3 separate regions of the Mus musculus genome follow, and all the other regions are linked to region 1. Evidence: chromatin contacts called from public HiChIP or PLAC-seq data. All regions are on one chromosome and are shown on one strand. Each heading gives the region's core, a stretch centred on a gene start, on an enhancer-like site or on the middle of the called end of the contact. The rest is flanking DNA. Distances are from core to core; before and after follow the strand shown.

Evidence for each region. HiChIP or PLAC-seq counts read pairs in DNA pulled down with a chosen protein or histone mark.
Region 2: a contact with region 1 is called in a FOXA1 HiChIP or PLAC-seq map of pancreatic cancer cells. The contact joins two enhancer-like sites. A contact is called at or near these places in 3 of 484 Hi-C or Micro-C datasets (group 2 innate lymphoid cells, olfactory sensory neurons and ventral hippocampal neurons), 1 of 115 datasets of contacts at active chromatin or transcription factors (pancreatic cancer cells) and 4 of 9 other capture datasets (adipose tissue, embryonic stem cells, liver and 1 more).
Region 3: a contact with region 1 is called in a FOXA1 HiChIP or PLAC-seq map of pancreatic cancer cells. The contact joins two enhancer-like sites. A contact is called at or near these places in 1 of 39 promoter capture datasets (embryonic stem cells), 3 of 115 datasets of contacts at active chromatin or transcription factors (the 230-238 cell line, bone marrow-derived macrophages and pancreatic cancer cells) and 3 of 9 other capture datasets (adipose tissue, liver and pancreatic islet).

The regions. Positions count from the first base shown.
Region 1 is chr8:94,352,381-94,357,508 of GRCm38.p6, forward strand. It overlaps Slc12a3 (solute carrier family 12, member 3), which reads left to right. Exons shown (of 25, transcript NM_001205311.1): 21 at 630-741; 22 at 3,932-4,018; 23 at 4,630-4,765. Among named protein-coding and RNA genes, the nearest start is that of Gm15889, 23 kb to the right of the region's middle. Within about 2 kb of position 2,386, at least 108 of the 459 cell types and tissues checked have an H3K27ac peak or open chromatin away from gene starts, as enhancers often do. A contact at or near this core is called in pancreatic cancer cells, where this site is marked.
Region 2 is chr8:94,569,841-94,574,968 of GRCm38.p6, forward strand. Cpne2 (copine II) reads left to right here. Exons shown (of 16, transcript NM_153507.2): 16 at 131-689. The coding sequence ends at 238. Psme3ip1 (proteasome activator subunit 3 interacting protein 1) reads right to left here. Exons shown (of 8, transcript NM_028221.4): 8 at 5,100-5,128. Among named protein-coding and RNA genes, the nearest start is that of Gm38555, 5.1 kb to the left of the region's middle. Within about 2 kb of position 2,256, at least 35 of the 459 cell types and tissues checked have an H3K27ac peak or open chromatin away from gene starts, as enhancers often do. A contact at or near this core is called in pancreatic cancer cells, where this site is marked.
Region 3 is chr8:94,538,572-94,543,699 of GRCm38.p6, forward strand. The region is part of intron 1 of Cpne2 (copine II); the gene reads left to right. Among named protein-coding and RNA genes, the nearest start is that of Cpne2, 8.1 kb to the left of the region's middle. Within about 2 kb of position 2,865, at least 57 of the 459 cell types and tissues checked have an H3K27ac peak or open chromatin away from gene starts, as enhancers often do. A contact at or near this core is called in pancreatic cancer cells, where this site is marked.

The sequences.
Region 1 (5,128 bases), core at 1,136-3,635:
TATGTGAATCTGTGCCTGTCAGCAAGTGCTCTTATGGGTTCAACCTAGTGCAGTGTCTTTCTCTGCAAATCAAGAAACTGAAGCACAGGGAGGCATACACTGATCTCATGGTGGCTGAGCCTTGGCCTTATACGGAGAGACGACAGGGAGGGTGGCTCCTACTCTTTGGTCAGATGTTCAGTTTTCAAGAAATAAATGAAGGCCATCCTAATGTTTATCTGCTACCACCCCACCCTACCTTACGTGCCAAATACTCAGCGCCAGCTTGCTTGTTTAAAACCACATCATTGGCTGGACATGGTATCATATACCTACAATCCCATCACTTGGGAGATAGAGGCAGGAAGATCAAGAGTTCAAAGCCAACCTCAGCTACATACTAAAACCTTGTCTCAAAAAGGTCAAATAATGATAATTCTGAAAATTAAGAGCCAAACTCCCGCGTTAGCCAAATAAACCACAGCCTGCTGAGCACCATGGCCAGTGGGTTGGTTTAGTCTGGTGAGTTCCTCTGCAGGTGAGGAGCTAAGGTCCAGCAAGGGTTCCGCTGTGGCAGTCTGGGGTGGAAAGACACAGAGGGCTCTGTCCTGAGTCCTTTGCTCTTGGCTCCTGGGGATCGTCCCTGCTAGGTCTCACCCTCCTCATCCCCTATCTCCTGCACCGCAAGAAGAGATGGGGCAAATGCAAGATCCGAGTGTTTGTTGGGGGCCAGATCAACAGGATGGACGAAGAGAGAAAGGCGTAAGTGGGGACCACAAGGGCTGTGCCGATCCGCCATCTTGCCTCCCCGAGGCTGCTGGACTCCCTGTCCCTGTACCCTCCAGCTCTGCCCGTGGGTGGCCCTGAGGTCGTCCCAAAGCCCAGGCCAGCCTCTCTCCAGCTCACAGTAATGGTGCCTGGGGCTCACGCAGGAGCTCTCTCCATTTCGGAAGGGTTGGCTTCTGGGGCCCGCCTTAAGGAGACCCAGGCGTCCTGGTGTTTGCTCTGATAGGAACATGTGGTAAGTGCTGAAATCGCAAGACTCTTCATGGACAGACTCATGGAATGGCAGGACAGAGGTAAGTGAAGCAAGATTAGAATGCTTCCTGACAGTGTCCCCAGAGTAGGGATGCAGGCTCAGGGAAGACATGAGGTAGCCAGGAGACATACCAAATCTCATGGCGAGAAGTGACTTTTAATTCCCTCTCGGGTCTCTGGATGATTTGGCAGGAGATCTTGGTGTCAAGCTGGCCTATTCTTGAGCTCAGTTGAACTTCTAAGCAAACAGAGCAGGCCTGACTCATTGGCTTGGCAGGCAATGCCATCTGGCCAGAATTTGGTGACACTGTTATATTTATATGGGTTTTCATTGTATCTTCTTTCTGGCCATAAGTGCTGTTTTCTGCTTCAATTAGGAGATAAATTTTGCTTCTGAAATATATCTTACTAAGCCCCCTTTTAAAGACTATAACAAAACACCTGAGGCAGTCTGTCTCATAAAGAAAAGAGGTTTCATTTTGCTCACGGTTCCGGAGGCTCAGTCTAAGGGTTGTGTCTGGTGACATCCTTCTTGCGGTGATGGTGACGCAGGGTATCATATGACAAGATACTGGTGTGTGTGTGTGTGTGTGTGTGTGTGTGTGTGTGTGTGTTTGTGTGTGTGTGTTCTCCCCTCTTATCTTATGAAGCCTCTAAATTTCAGTTCAACCACAGGATGCAACCTCAGTGACCTGGCTTCAAATCCTAAACAGGTCTCAAAGTCCCTATCCATAAACACCAGAACAGGATTCTGTTTCCATGATCTCACTCCCACGCGCTGAGGATTAAATTTTAACCTGAGTTTCTTGGGGGTAAACTGTATGCAAATCACAGCACTAAGACAGAATGTGACTTGCCTTAAATAAACACAGAAGTACACAGAGGTGTGGCTGTAGAGGTGTCAAGTTGGCCTGAGTTGTAGGGGAGGAGTTGGGGCAACAGTGACTTTTCAGCCAAGGGAAGTAAGATTAAAGGTCGTGCATGATGAGACCTGCTCAGACGAATGGTGGCGGTTTGTCCGTGGAGAAGACTCTGGTGCAAGCTGTAGCAGGAGATCACGATAGGAGGTGGCCCCTGGCCTGTACCACTCTTCCTATACCAGGATTCCACCCCTGCTCTTTCTTCTAATCACCCTGTGGGTTCAAGGAGGCCCAGCATACTCTCCCTGCCTTCTCCCTCAGCCTGCTGCACTCCGTGAGAATTTTACCACCAAAAGGGCCTTCTTTGGCAAGGCCACTGACGGCATTGAGGACCCTAGCCACCTGACTTTCATGGGACTTTTAAAGAGTAAACAAACAGACCAGAAGGCTCTCCAGCAGTCTGTACTTCCTGTCCCAGCTCTGGGTGGCAGCTGGGTTTCGTGAGGTTTGCTTAGCTCAAGGTGGCCCCGTTGGGTAACAGCATGTCCTCACAGTGTTGATAAAAACCCTTCTGTCCCAACTGCCACTTTGTGGATCACATGATCTGCTGGCCCTATGACCCAAGGACTGCTTGGGCTCCTGGCAGATACCTGGATGAAGGTGCCACAGCTCTGCTTTTAAAATCCTGCTTCTGGGAATGGAACACTGGTTATGTGTGCCGAATGTGCATGAAGCCCTGGGTGTAACACACAGCGCTGCATGCACAGAGCATAGCAGTAAGCATTGGGGAGGGGGATACAGAAGACGCAGAAACTCAAGGTCAGTGGTGGCATTGCACACCTTTAGTCCTAGCACTCGGGAGGCAGAAGCAGGTGGATCTCTGCGAGTTCAAACCAGCCTGGTCTACAGAGTTAACTAGCTCCAGGACAGCCAGGGCTACACAAAGAAACCCTATGTCAAAACAAAACAAAAAACCAAAACAACAACAAACCAATCCAAAACCAACCAACTAGCCAACAATAACAAAGGCATAGCAGGCTTAGGGTGGGGGTGCCGGAGAGGTGCTTCCCCAGTTTATTACACCAGCTGCTCTTAAACAGCATCCAAGTTGGAGTCCCAATAGCTAGCACTGTTAGAACTTTAGCTTCAAGGGATCTGGCATCTTCTGGCCTCCTCAGACACCCTTACACACATGGGACACACAGAGAAAGATACACACATACATGTACATAAAAAAAAAATCTCAAAAAAAAAATTAAGTCCCATCCCTAAGTTCAAGAGCCAGCAGGAGCTGTCTGTAGAGGCCTGGGCCTTTAGGCTCCCCTTCCCAGCATGCTCCATGTTACCCTAGCTGCTTCTTCCCTACCCTCACTGGCTTCCTCCTCCAATGGGTCGGTCTGGTGCGCACATCACATCCTGGAGGTATCACCCAGACCATGCTTTGCTAGGATTTCTGGCTCAGCACTGGGCTGGAGTTCCACCGGTGCATTCTGCAAACATCTTGGGTGATTCCAATGTGGACATTGCCTTACCCTGAGGGCCTAGAGCAGCTTTCTCCAGCATGTACTAGCCCGCCAGATGGCTGCTTCCTCTGTGAAGTCTTCCGTGACTGTGCCCTCCAACAGTGGGCTTCTCCATCAGATGCTGAGTCTGTGCCGTCTAACGGGCGCAGCTCCTGGGTTTCTCCTCAGCTCGTGTGTGGTGTTGTCTCTGTCTTTACCACCTCTCTTCAGTCTCTCCCTTTGTCTTCTCATCCTTTTGACCTTCACTTCTCAAAGTGTGGTTCCCAAGCCTAGCAACATCCCAGTTCCATCCTGGCCTGCTGACACTGGTTCAGAGTCAGCCAGCAGATACTTGGGAGATTCTGGGCAAATATTTTTTCCATGTCGCTTGCTACTCTCTCACCTACTCCACCCATATTTTCTCAGCGTCTAGCCACCTTGCCCCCTCTGTCAGCCCCTTCTGTTCTGATCATTGCTACTCACTCAGCAGGTGCTTAATGACTATCAGAACGAGTGGATACTTCAAAAATAATTTCTGCATCTGTCTTTCAGGATCATCTCTCTGTTGAGCAAGTTCAGACTGGGATTCCATGAAGTTCACGTCCTTCCCGACATCAACCAGAAGCCCCAGGCCGAGCAGTGAGTTGTGTGTTGGCCCTGTAGATCCCTCTGCTTGCTATTGCTTTTTTTTTCCAGTTCCATTGGCTCCTGTGTTGCTTTTCACGTGGGCCTCAGGACCTTTGCACATACAGCTGTTTCTCCACCCATCACCTTCTGCCTTGTGCACACAACTGGCTTCAGAAGGACACACTTCCTTCAGCTAGCAGAGTGGCCTCTCCCACCTATTCCCTGTTACAGGATTCAGGGTGGGGGTATCTTCCTAAAACACCTGCCTCTGTGTTTGCTTGCTTGCTCTCACCAGGCTAATAAGAAGTTCAGTGAGAATGGGGTCCAGTCTGTCTTGCTGATATAGGGGCAGCAGCACTTGATGCTACTGGCTGAGTGGGGTGGGGAGGGTCGGGTCCAGGTCAGTGGACAGCTCATGGACTTTTGCTGAATGCCAGACCTAAGTGTTAAGGGCTGATGCCACCCGTGAGCCCTTCAGTGCAGACGGCAAAGCTGGATGGGTTCAGTGAGAGGAGTATGTCCTGTGTGTGGGGACCCTAGGTATCCCTTGGGATTCCTCCATGTCCCTGGCTCCCCTGGAAACAGGGCCCTGCCACCTAACCTCACTGAGATTTTCTTTCCAGCACCAAGCGGTTTGAGGACATGATTGCACCCTTCCGCCTCAATGATGGCTTCAAGGACGAGGCCACCGTCACTGAGATGAGGAGGGACTGTCCCTGGAAGATCTCAGATGAAGAGATTAACAAGAACAGAATTAAGGTTCAAGAGAGGGAAGGGGCTTGCCAGGGTCTGGGGTTCCAGCATGTCTCCCCATCCCTGGGCTTCTGGAATCCCTACTTGACTCCACCCTATTCACCCTTAGCAATGTCTGAGATGTTCTTGGGCCACATGAGAGGGCAGAGTCTCATGCTGTCCCCGGTGGGGAGACTGACCCTCCTATAATGTAAGTGGTTCTGGCCATTGGTGGTGATCTTCCAGAGCTGTGTGTACGGCAGGCACGAGGCTCTTTTGACATTGCAGTGATATTTTTAGTTGGAGTAGATAAAGAGTCAGTGTCAGCCAAACACTCTGGGGCAGGTCTCAGTTCTCCTCTCAGTGGTCCTGAGCTAGGGGCCACTTGCC
Region 2 (5,128 bases), core at 1,006-3,505, 220 kb after region 1:
CTCCTTTCAGAGGGCCCTGACCCTCAAGCCCTCCATGGCCCTCTGCTACCAAAGCTCTGGGATAGTGAATCTCTCACCTGCACATTAATCCTCTTCCTCTTTCCTGTTTCTCCCCACCTGGACCCCACAGGCAGCAAAAGAAACGCTGGCTAAAGCGGTGTTGGCGGAGCTGCCTCAGCAAGTAGTGCAGTATTTCAAGCATAAAAACCTGCCCCCCACCAACTCAGAGCCTGCCTGAGCCCATGCCCAGCCGCAGCATGCCAGCTGAGCCCCCGGCCTCCCCAGGAACATGCACGTTCACCCCGCTTCCTCGTGGGTGGCTTTTTTTTTTTTTTTAAAACCAGTCCACGTTTTCATTTTTTACAACTGGACCTCCACCCACAACTTCCCCAGCCCAGCTGGGCTCCCTTTGTCAGAGTCAATGGATGATGCTTCCAGGACAAATCGGCTTCCTCTCCCCACCCTCCTGCCACTCTAAGTATTGAATGTACTTTGTATAATTTTAGTGGAATTATTGTTATTAAAGAGAATAAAATTTTTACAATCATAACTGGCTTTTTCTAAGTAACTAGCTGCAAGAAGGAATGTATATCCCTTACTGCATACTTTGTATGGTGGTCTGCTGTTTTTATACTTGTGACTGTGTTCTATTTGTAAAACTCAGGGTAATAAAGGAGTTTCAGATGTTGGCTGTCAAGCTCCTTCCTTAGTGAGGGTCAATGGGCACTCACTGAACTGGAAAAGAAAGCCAATAGGAAGTCCCGATTCCTCACCCCTATCCTTGAGGATTCAGTGAGATCACTTCCTCATGGGGACATGCATTCCCCGTCACCAGTAGTGATTCCTGTGAAACTGAGACAGGACATGGCATCCAAATAGTGGTTGCAGCCCCCCACTTTCTCCTCTTGGATGTAGTAGGCAATGCAGTGGTTTAAGTTTCAGGACCTTAAACAAGGTTCTATCTGCTCCCGCTGTTCCTCTTAGCACGTACCTCCTCGTCACAAGCCTGGCCCCAGCCCCCTTCCTTGTTCCTTTCCCTCCACACCCATATTCTCTCTCGGAGTTCTAGGCCCTTTGACAAGCAGACGTGACTAACAGGGAACATTTCTACTTTGTACCACGTTTCTAGCTCCCATGCCAGCACTGTTTGTGAACCTTCCACAGCCCTACCATGCATGATCTTGCAGAAACGGAAACACACCAGGCCTACTAGACAGGCAGAGTGCGGATGGAGGTGTGGTTACCATCGTGCACGTATATCCTACTACCCCAGCATCTCCCTTAGCATCTCCAAAGGGCTTTCCCGCTCAAGCTGCTAATGACCTCACACTGTTCTGTGGACACTAAGCCTTCTCTGCCTTCTTCTCCAGGGTAGTCCTTCCTAGCTGCTGGAAATGGTCAGCACTAGGTAGGTCCCAATCTTAGGAGCCATGGTGTATATGGTGGAAATGTGAAGCAAATTTCTGTGGCCACCAAATGCTTGCTTTTTGTTTTTGAGACATGATCTTACTATGTAGCTCTGGCTGCCCTAGAACTCACCATGCAGACCAGGCTGGCCTTGAGCTCACGAAGATCATCTTGTTTCTGTCTTCTGGTAGCTAGGATTGAAGATGTCTGCTATCACACCCAGCTACTAATTGGCTTAGCAAACAAGGGAGTCTAGTGGATATAGTTTCCAGGTAGATGACTGTGTACTGTTGGAGTCAGTCTCGTAACACACACACACACCGAGAAGGCCAGCCTTTAAAAGGCATAAATAATAAAAAAAAATCTGGTTCTGTCTTATAGCAGGACAACCCAGATAAGTCACTGGGCCTCTGGGAATGTGGGGTTCCTCTATAGAATGTATAGAAGGGTTGGCTTCAGAGTGCTTTTTCAGAATGAAAAACAAGTCCACTAAAATAATGCAGTGTATCCCTCCAACAGCTTGACCTGTACAGAGCAGGCCTCAGTGGTGTCACAGAAACAAGAGTAGCCTGTCTCCCATGGGGCTTTTCTGTGTCTCTCCTGATGCTGGCAGGTCAGGACTATTAATGCTATTGCAACTCCCCCTGAAACCATTCTTCTAGCAGGTAGGGGAACAATGCCAGCCCATGACAGAGTCATTAGGGTGTGACTGTGCAACTTGTGACTACTAAAGTGTTGATGAGCATCATGCACCAAGTACTCAAATTCCATTCTAGCATGTATAACTGGGCTGGGCACGACAGGATGCCAAGAAGCCACCCAAGTCCAAATGACTGTTCACTGCCACTGAGCTTGCTTGCTTTCCTTTTCCTGGAGGGGCCTAAGATGACAGCTGAGTCACATACCCACAGCAAGGACATTTGAGCCAAAGAATCCGGTGTGCCTAAGCAATTAACATTTAGCTAACAGGAGCTAAGGCAGAAGCTGGTGGAGCTGACAACCAGATCTGACCCTTCCAACATGTCAGTGTTTTAGTTACAAGTGGGGAGTGCCAGAACCATACAAACCTGAGTGCAGCATGTTAATGCACTCAGGATACTCTACCCAGACACTGGAGGCTTCTAATCTAGGTGGTTTGTGTATGACTATAGGAAGTTGGTATTATTCCCTTTTCCTAGGTGAAGGACCTTGTCTACCTGTAATGAGATCACCATGGCATATCTATGGAGGGTGGAAGGACATAGCTCTTAAGGGGCTGGTCCAGGCAAACCAAGCTTTTCTCTTAAGTGAGGAGCTGACCAAAAGGGAAGAATTCAGGAGAGCTGGGAAGCAAAGACCCAAAACAAACGAAACAAAACAAATTTGGGGGTGGGGCTCTGACAAGGCACCTTAGTGGGTGCTCGTGTGTGCGTGCATGTCTTCTTCCTTTTTTTTTTTTTTTTTTTTTTTTTGAGACAGGGTTTCTCTGTATAGCCCCGGCTGTCCTGGGAACTCACTCTGTAGACCAGGCTAGCCTCGAACTCGGAAATCTGCCTGCCTCTGACTCCCAAGTGCTGGGATCAAAGGCATGTGCCACCACTGCCTGGCTGTTCATGCATTTCTTACTTCAGTCTGAGGAACTTTCTGCTGGGTCCTGGGACCTCTGGAAGCTGTGCAAGGCAGGATGTAAGCTACCTGTCTAGGTCTAGTCACATCAGCCTCCCAGATTTGTATAATAGGTGACTTGATTTCAGGTCCCTTTCCTCCTCAGCCATAGAAGCTTCAAGTAGACAAATGTCAGGAAGAGACGGAGGGCACGGGACATTGTCTCCCAGAGAGAGCTGGCAACAGATTGCTGCTGGCTTTCTCCAAGAGGTCTCAGAATCCTAAGAATTCTGCCACCCGAGAGAATGTACAAGGAAAGAAACAAACCCCAACCATCTGTTCTACTTTCTTAGCCACTGGAAAGTCCCAGGAATGTAGGCAGGATATCTGGTGGGACTGGTACATAGATCCCCCACCAGAGGTCAACGTGCGCAGAGGGTCAAGTGCTGTCTGTGAAATGCTGTTTGCACAGAACCTACTCGGGCCTATACTCGGATCCCATACTTTCCGTCATTCCTAGCTTACTTGGTTTATAACAATTTACGATGCCTGAACGGTGATATGCTAGAAATTGTTACACTCACGTATTTATAGGGAAGAAGAAAAGTCTATATATACATGGTCAGCACAGAGGGAATCTTTCCTTCAAGTATTTTTGGTCCCTGGTTAATCTGATCCCCAGGAGAGACCTGCCAAGGTACACAGATGACTGTGTTCTGAGGGTCAAAGTGGGTTTTCCTTCTCTCTCTGCTCATCCTGCTTTCCTTGGTTGGCCTGCTTTGCCACAGAGGTGGTGTTTCAATTACAGGCTTCTACACCATTTAGGCACAATGAACTACGGTAAAAAGGCCACCAGAAACACCAAAAGCAGACGTCACAGTTGGGTGTAGCGGCACTCGCCAGTGATCCTAGCACTCAGGAAGCTGAAATGAAAGGATGGTAAGTTTGTAAGCCAGCTTGGGCTACACAGTAGACTCTGTCAAAAAGAAAAGAACCCCAGGACTGCTCAACACCATCAGCTTCACGTGGTGGGAGAGCTGGAAGCCGGTGTGGTGCACAGCAAGAGCTGGCTTGACAGGGCTAAAAATTAAAGTTAGCGGACAGTTTTAAACTCTGCAACCCTGCCATCTTTTCAACATCCACCGAGACCATGAAGCACACTCGTTGGTCTGGAAAGTCAAGCCATGTGATGCTCAGGACTTTGATGTCTTGGTCTGCCTCCCGAAACAGCTCAGGGTTGCTCTAGATACAGGTACGTGCTGCGGGGATGGCAGCACAGTCATCGGAACAGTGACAACAAGAGGCAGAAGGTGCTTGCAGTTTTACCTAAACGTCTTGTTTGTCAGGAGGGAGCTGACAGGCCTGCACTGACAGTCAGGAAAGATTAGGACTGGGAGGCTCTGCAAGGGATGGCAGCGCTCACAGGCATCAGCGATGGGCGAAGGAAACCCACCATCTGCTGGTAGGCACCCGTGTCAATACTGGAAGGGGAGAGGAAGGGCTGGCTGAGATCCAGGGCCCTCTCTGCCCACGTTAAATCTGAGGAGCTTCCTCTGCCTGCCTGCCAGTGTGTCAGTGCCAACACACCCAGTGTCTCTCGCTCGCTCGCTGGCTCGCTTGTCTCACACCCATAGGAAGGGAAAAAACAATGGATGCTGGGACCAGCGACGAGAGAGCACCTCTCAGGCTCGTTCTGAAGCAGGGCACACAGAATTCCTAAGTCCTGCATCCCTGTTCCCTCCTCCCCCTTCCCTCCCTTCATCCTCCATGAGACAGAAACAGGCCAGAGCCTGCTGCTTTTGGCTGCTCATGGCCCAGGCGCTGTTGTGTGTGTGTTGAGGGGGCTGGGGGGGAAGGCACACTGGAGAAAGGAAAAGCACTGAGCAGCACCTCAGACTGGCTAAAAGCAGCTTCGCAGTCAGAAGCTACAACTGTATGTGCAAACAGCAGTGCTTCGGTGGAGTAGAGTGCAGGCATAACAGGCAGGCATGTCCCACTAGTTTGCAGTCTGAGGATTCCAGAAACTGCTAGGCATTACTCATCTCTTTAGCATAGCTATCAGCAGTTATAGTTTCTGGCTATGATTCAGTAAGTTTGCTTCTCTAACGTTTAGAATCTTAAACTAAATCTTTTATTT
Region 3 (5,128 bases), core at 1,615-4,114, 190 kb after region 1:
TAAGAGGCTGGGTGTGGTGGCACATGCCTGTATTCCCAACCAGCAGTCAAAAGGTTGGGCAAGAGGACTGCCGAAAGTTTGCAGCCAGCCATGTCTATATACCAGGATCTACCTCAAAACTCCAAAACAGAGAAGAAAATGATATCAGGCCCCATCTTTCTGTTCAAGGTAATGTTTTCACATTGGTGATATTGGGCTGGTTCTCCTGAGTGACCAGGAAAGCAGCAAGGGCTTTGTGGAAGGGTCTGGGGGTTTTTGTGTCATCCCTCTCCCAGATCCACCCCTGCTTGTGAGTTTACAATCAGCCTGGTTTATGTAGCAAGCTCCTGTCTCAAAATCAAAATGGCTGAGTGTGGAGTTTGGTGTCTCGGTGTACAGGGCCCTCAGTCCAATCCCCAGAGATTCAAAAAAAAAAAAAAGAGAGAGAGAGAGAGAGAATCATCCCCAGCATAGGATATCATGATGGGGCAGTACGTCTGGGATAACAGCAGCTGGGTCCAGGAATGGGAACACGCAGACCTCCTCCTGGTGTCCCTTCTCATCAGGTTCACGCTGCCTGTCACCATTGTCACCACTTCCAACAGCTTAGGTTTCTTTTGTCCACACCTAACCTCACGTAAGGAGTCCAGTAGGGCGCTTGTATCCTCCTTCGTGCTGACATACCAATTCCTGATCTTGGATCAGGGCAGCCACTCAGACAGTGCTACTGTGGGTCCTTTGTTGAACATTTGTGTCGGGAGTTAGCTTCCAGGCCCTGCCAAATGTTTCTCCTGCATGGTTTACACCAAATCCCACTGCCTGTGGCAAACTGTAAGAGTTCTGGCCACTCCGCACTCTTGGCAACATGGGACGTGCCAGCTTTCTACAGTTTTGACCGTCGTAAGGATGGCGATGGGCCTGGTACATAGTGATATCGCATTTGGTTCTACTGAGCTGAATGAGGGAGTAAAAGGAGTCAGGTGGAGAAAGAGAAAGTGCGTTCCAGGCAGCTGGACCAGCAGGTGCAGAATTGGGGATTCACAGAGAAGTATTATTGGAACCTCATATAGTAAAGAACATAGCCAGAAACAAGAGGGTGGGGGAGGGGACCGTGGGAGCCCTACCAGGGGGACTAGGTGTCCTCCTGGGAAGGACAGGGAGCCTCCAAGAGACTTGTGCCATTGTGAAACAGAGCTTTCAGCGTGCCCTGGCATTTTCATGGGGAAGAAAACAGAGGCAGGGGCTGGGGAGATGGTTCTGTCAATACAGTGTTTGTATGCAAGCGCCAGGTTCCTAGAACCCCAGTTGGAAAGACAGGTAAATCCATCCTTGGGGCTCAATAGTCATGGTTCCAGGCTAGTAAGAAACCCCAAGGAATGACATCTGAGGTTTTGCCTGTATGTATGTGTGCACTTACACACACACACACACACACACACACACACACACACACACACACACAGAGAGAGAGAGAGAGAGAGAGAGAGAGAGAGAGAGAGAGAGAGACGCAAGCTCATGCAGGAGAGAGAGGGGAAGGAAGGAGGGAGAAGAGAGAAAGCAAGAACAGGGTCCCATCAGCCTGGAAGGTGGGTGCTTTCTGAGACCCAGAGAGTGATATCAAGAGCAGTTATCATCAGCTTGGGAGCCAGAAGGCAGGAACCATTTAGGCAGCCATCCAACCTCCATTGTGGGTGTGGTCACATGGTCACAGGGCCTTGAGCAGGGGTGTCTGGAAGGTAAAGCTCACTGTGCACTCTGGATGGGATTTGTCTCTGTTGGGGTGACTATGTCCCTTCCAGCGGACAGGCAGGGATAGCCTGGAGCTCCTACACTTGAGAAGTTAGTATCCCATTTCCTGCTCCTCAAAGCTCAAGGTTGCTTGGATGACTTACTGTCTCTGTGAACTTGTCTGGCCTATAGTGACCAATTGTTTAGCCAAATACCAGTCTAGATGTTTCTGTGGAGGTATGTTTAAGATGTGATTAACATTTAAATCAGGCTTTGGGCAAAGCCGATTATTCTCCATGCATGGGCCTCATCCAGTTGATAGATGGCTTTCAGCCAGAGACTGAGCTTCCTTTAAGACGAGGTCTTGGACCTCAGGAGCACAACGTAGAAAAAACCCTTCCTGTTTCCAGCCCATGCTGCCCTCTGAACTTCAGGCTTACCCCCGTTGTGGTCCGATGAATTGATTCTTTAAAATCAGCCTCTTATTGTACGGATGCAGACATACTATTATCTTCGGAGAGTCCTGATGATGTGTTTGTCCTCTGAGTTCTGGCCCTTGTCATCTGGGATGACATCTGGTTAGTGGGATGACAATGCCCTCGGACCCATCCCAAGACTTCGGAGAACCTTGAGGACTTAGCAGCCAGAAGGTGAGGAGTGATTGACTGGTTAGTTGAGGGTTCTAGTTAGTAGAAAATTACTATCTAAACCAAGCATGGCAGGGCTTGTATGGAAGCTGAGTGTCACGCCTGCTTAACTAAGCCACGTGCAGGCCAAGCTAGAGCCATGCCCAGCCTCGGGTGTCCGCCTTCTTGCTCTCATCTTGGCTGCAGGTGGGCAGCTTCAAGATTGCTCTAGGGAGCGCGTTAGAAACCGCACCTGCCTGCCAAACCCGTGGTTTGTGCTTGGCTCCCCCCCCCTCCCCCCCCCCGCCTTGCCTGCAGGGCTTGTTCATACACGGGTTGTTAGTTAGGTGCCTCCCTAGGGCTTCTGATGGAGCAGGTCTGGGTGGGGCCAGATGGTATACTTCTGGTGCTTTCTGGGAACCATGCTTAGAGCAAGAAAAGCCTCAAGCTAAGAGCTACTACAGTCCTTATAATGTCGTGCCCACCAACTGCTGCGGCTTCTGTCGCCCTTAGGGACTCCAGGACTATTGCCAAATGTGCCAGTCTCTTATCAACTCGCTGGCCACATCCTCCACCCTTGGCCTAACTGACATGGTGCATTGTGCCCACAGCAGAAGAGGGTAACAGAGAACCTGTGACTCAACCAGTTTTAGTCCCTTGCCCTCTTTGTTTGGCTACACATCACCTGGTTTTGTGGGTTTTTTTTTTTTTTTTTGGTCTGCTGTCTCCACACCAGAGATTAAGGTCCACTCTAATAGTGAATGTGCTTTATCTTAATCCTTACAGCAACCCAGAACATACCTTGTTGCCTTCGATATTGCAGAGAGCAAAACTAAACGAGAGAGATTAAGTAAGTAATACAGCTGAGGTCACACAGCAGAGGAACGGCAGAACCAGAGGCTCACATGCAGGATACTACGTCCAGGGTCTGTGCATTTAACTGCTACTTGACACTGCCCAGAGGACCAGATATCTGTGTGACTGTCACTAGCAAGGTTTTGCAAGTTCACCCCTTAGAGTTTGCATCGAAAAAAAATTATATATATATATATATGTATATGTATGTGTGTGTGTGTGTGTATATATATATATATATATATATATATATATATATATATATATATATATATAATGTATATTATATATATATTCCAAATACCAGGTTGGACATGCCATGGTGTGGAAGTCGGAGGACAAGCTCAGGTGTCTTCCCCTTCTACTTTGCTGGAGTCATGGTATCTCTGTTGTTTGCTGCCGTGTACACCAGGCTAGCTGGCCTGCGAGCTTCTGGCGAGTCTCTAGTCCCTGGCTACCATCTCACCACAGAAGCACTGGGCTTATAGTCACACACTGCCACACCTGCCTTTATATGATTCTAGGGATTCAAACGCAGGTCCCCATGCTTGTGTGTCAGCCCTCACCCCCCCCCCACCCCCCCACCCCGCTCCCCAGCCACTGAGCCATCTCTATTAGCCTTGGGCATGCTGTTTTGACAGTACCTATGGCTTCCTACTAGGAGTGCTTGTTGGTAGTCCCACAGGGCCTCCCGTCCCTAGAGTGGTCACAGTTGAGAGTCTTGGGCCTGAGCAGCTGCTGCTGGGCCCCTTTAGATCTCTCCTTGTCCGCCTTCCGCTCTTGTCTCTCCCTGAGTCCCCTGCAACCTATTGTCTCCTGAGCCTGCTTCACTCGGCATCTCCTGTAACTACCACCTCAAAGTTGGGATTCTTGCATCCGGCTCAGCTACAGAGTCCCCTCAAACCACATCAAGCTCCTATGCTTGTCAGTGGGCCTGGGCTCCATCTATCCCTTACCCCTTCTTGGGCCTCCGCTGTTACATATGACCCTTGCACCCCTTTTCTCATCTTTCAGAGAGTTATGAGATCCAAGGCTGGAGAAGTGGCTTTAGCTTCTAAGTGATGCGGGTGAGCAGCCTGCTTGCTGGGTTCCTGACTCTGGTGCGTTTACTGTGCTTGCTGGGTGTTTGCAGTATACAGACCTGCATTCGTGCTAGGAGTCAGGGGCCCCCTTGAGAACTCATATTATGGGAGCTTCTTGAGGAATGTGTAAAAGAGTTGTCGCTTACCCTGATTAACTTAAAGAAGTGCTGCGGCGTGGACACAGAACACATTGGCTTAAGTGATTGTGGCAGACCTCTGAGAACGCTGATAACGGGGGCCCTTCAAGAGAAGTGTTTTCTTCGGCAAATGGAACCCCAAGTGCTAAAGGCTCGGAGCAGGTGGGAGGTGGGCACACTTGAAATGAGACTAGAAGTCAGGGAAGCTTGGCCGAGAACTTGGGAGAATGGCTTGCATGCGTGAAAGGAATCAGCTCAGCCTGGCTCCCTCAGCCTGGCGTGATGCAAGGACTTGCGATCCAGAAGCGTCAGATTAGAAGATTCTGTGGTAGCATTTGACTTACATGATCATCGCCCCTCTGGCTGGGCAGGGGAGAGCTACTGAATTAGGCATTGCTGCGAAAAAGATCGTGCAGCTTGTCTGGCCACGGCAAGGGACATGGAGGCAGGAGGCTGATGCTGGCTTCAGCCAGGAGTGGGAAGAGGCTGCCCCATGGGGTGTGGGGGGTGGGGGGTGGGGTGCACAGGGAGTCATTGGCCATGAATGACTAGAGTTCTGTCCAGAACCATAATATTCTACATGTGTAGCTTAGTTCTGATGCACCAGAGTCTACCTGTATCTCAAGGGCAGGATGCCTGGTCTGGGTGGGAATGGCCACAGTGGGAGCTAACCTTCTATATGTTTTAGACAGGGTCTCACTGTATATAGCCCAGTCTGCAC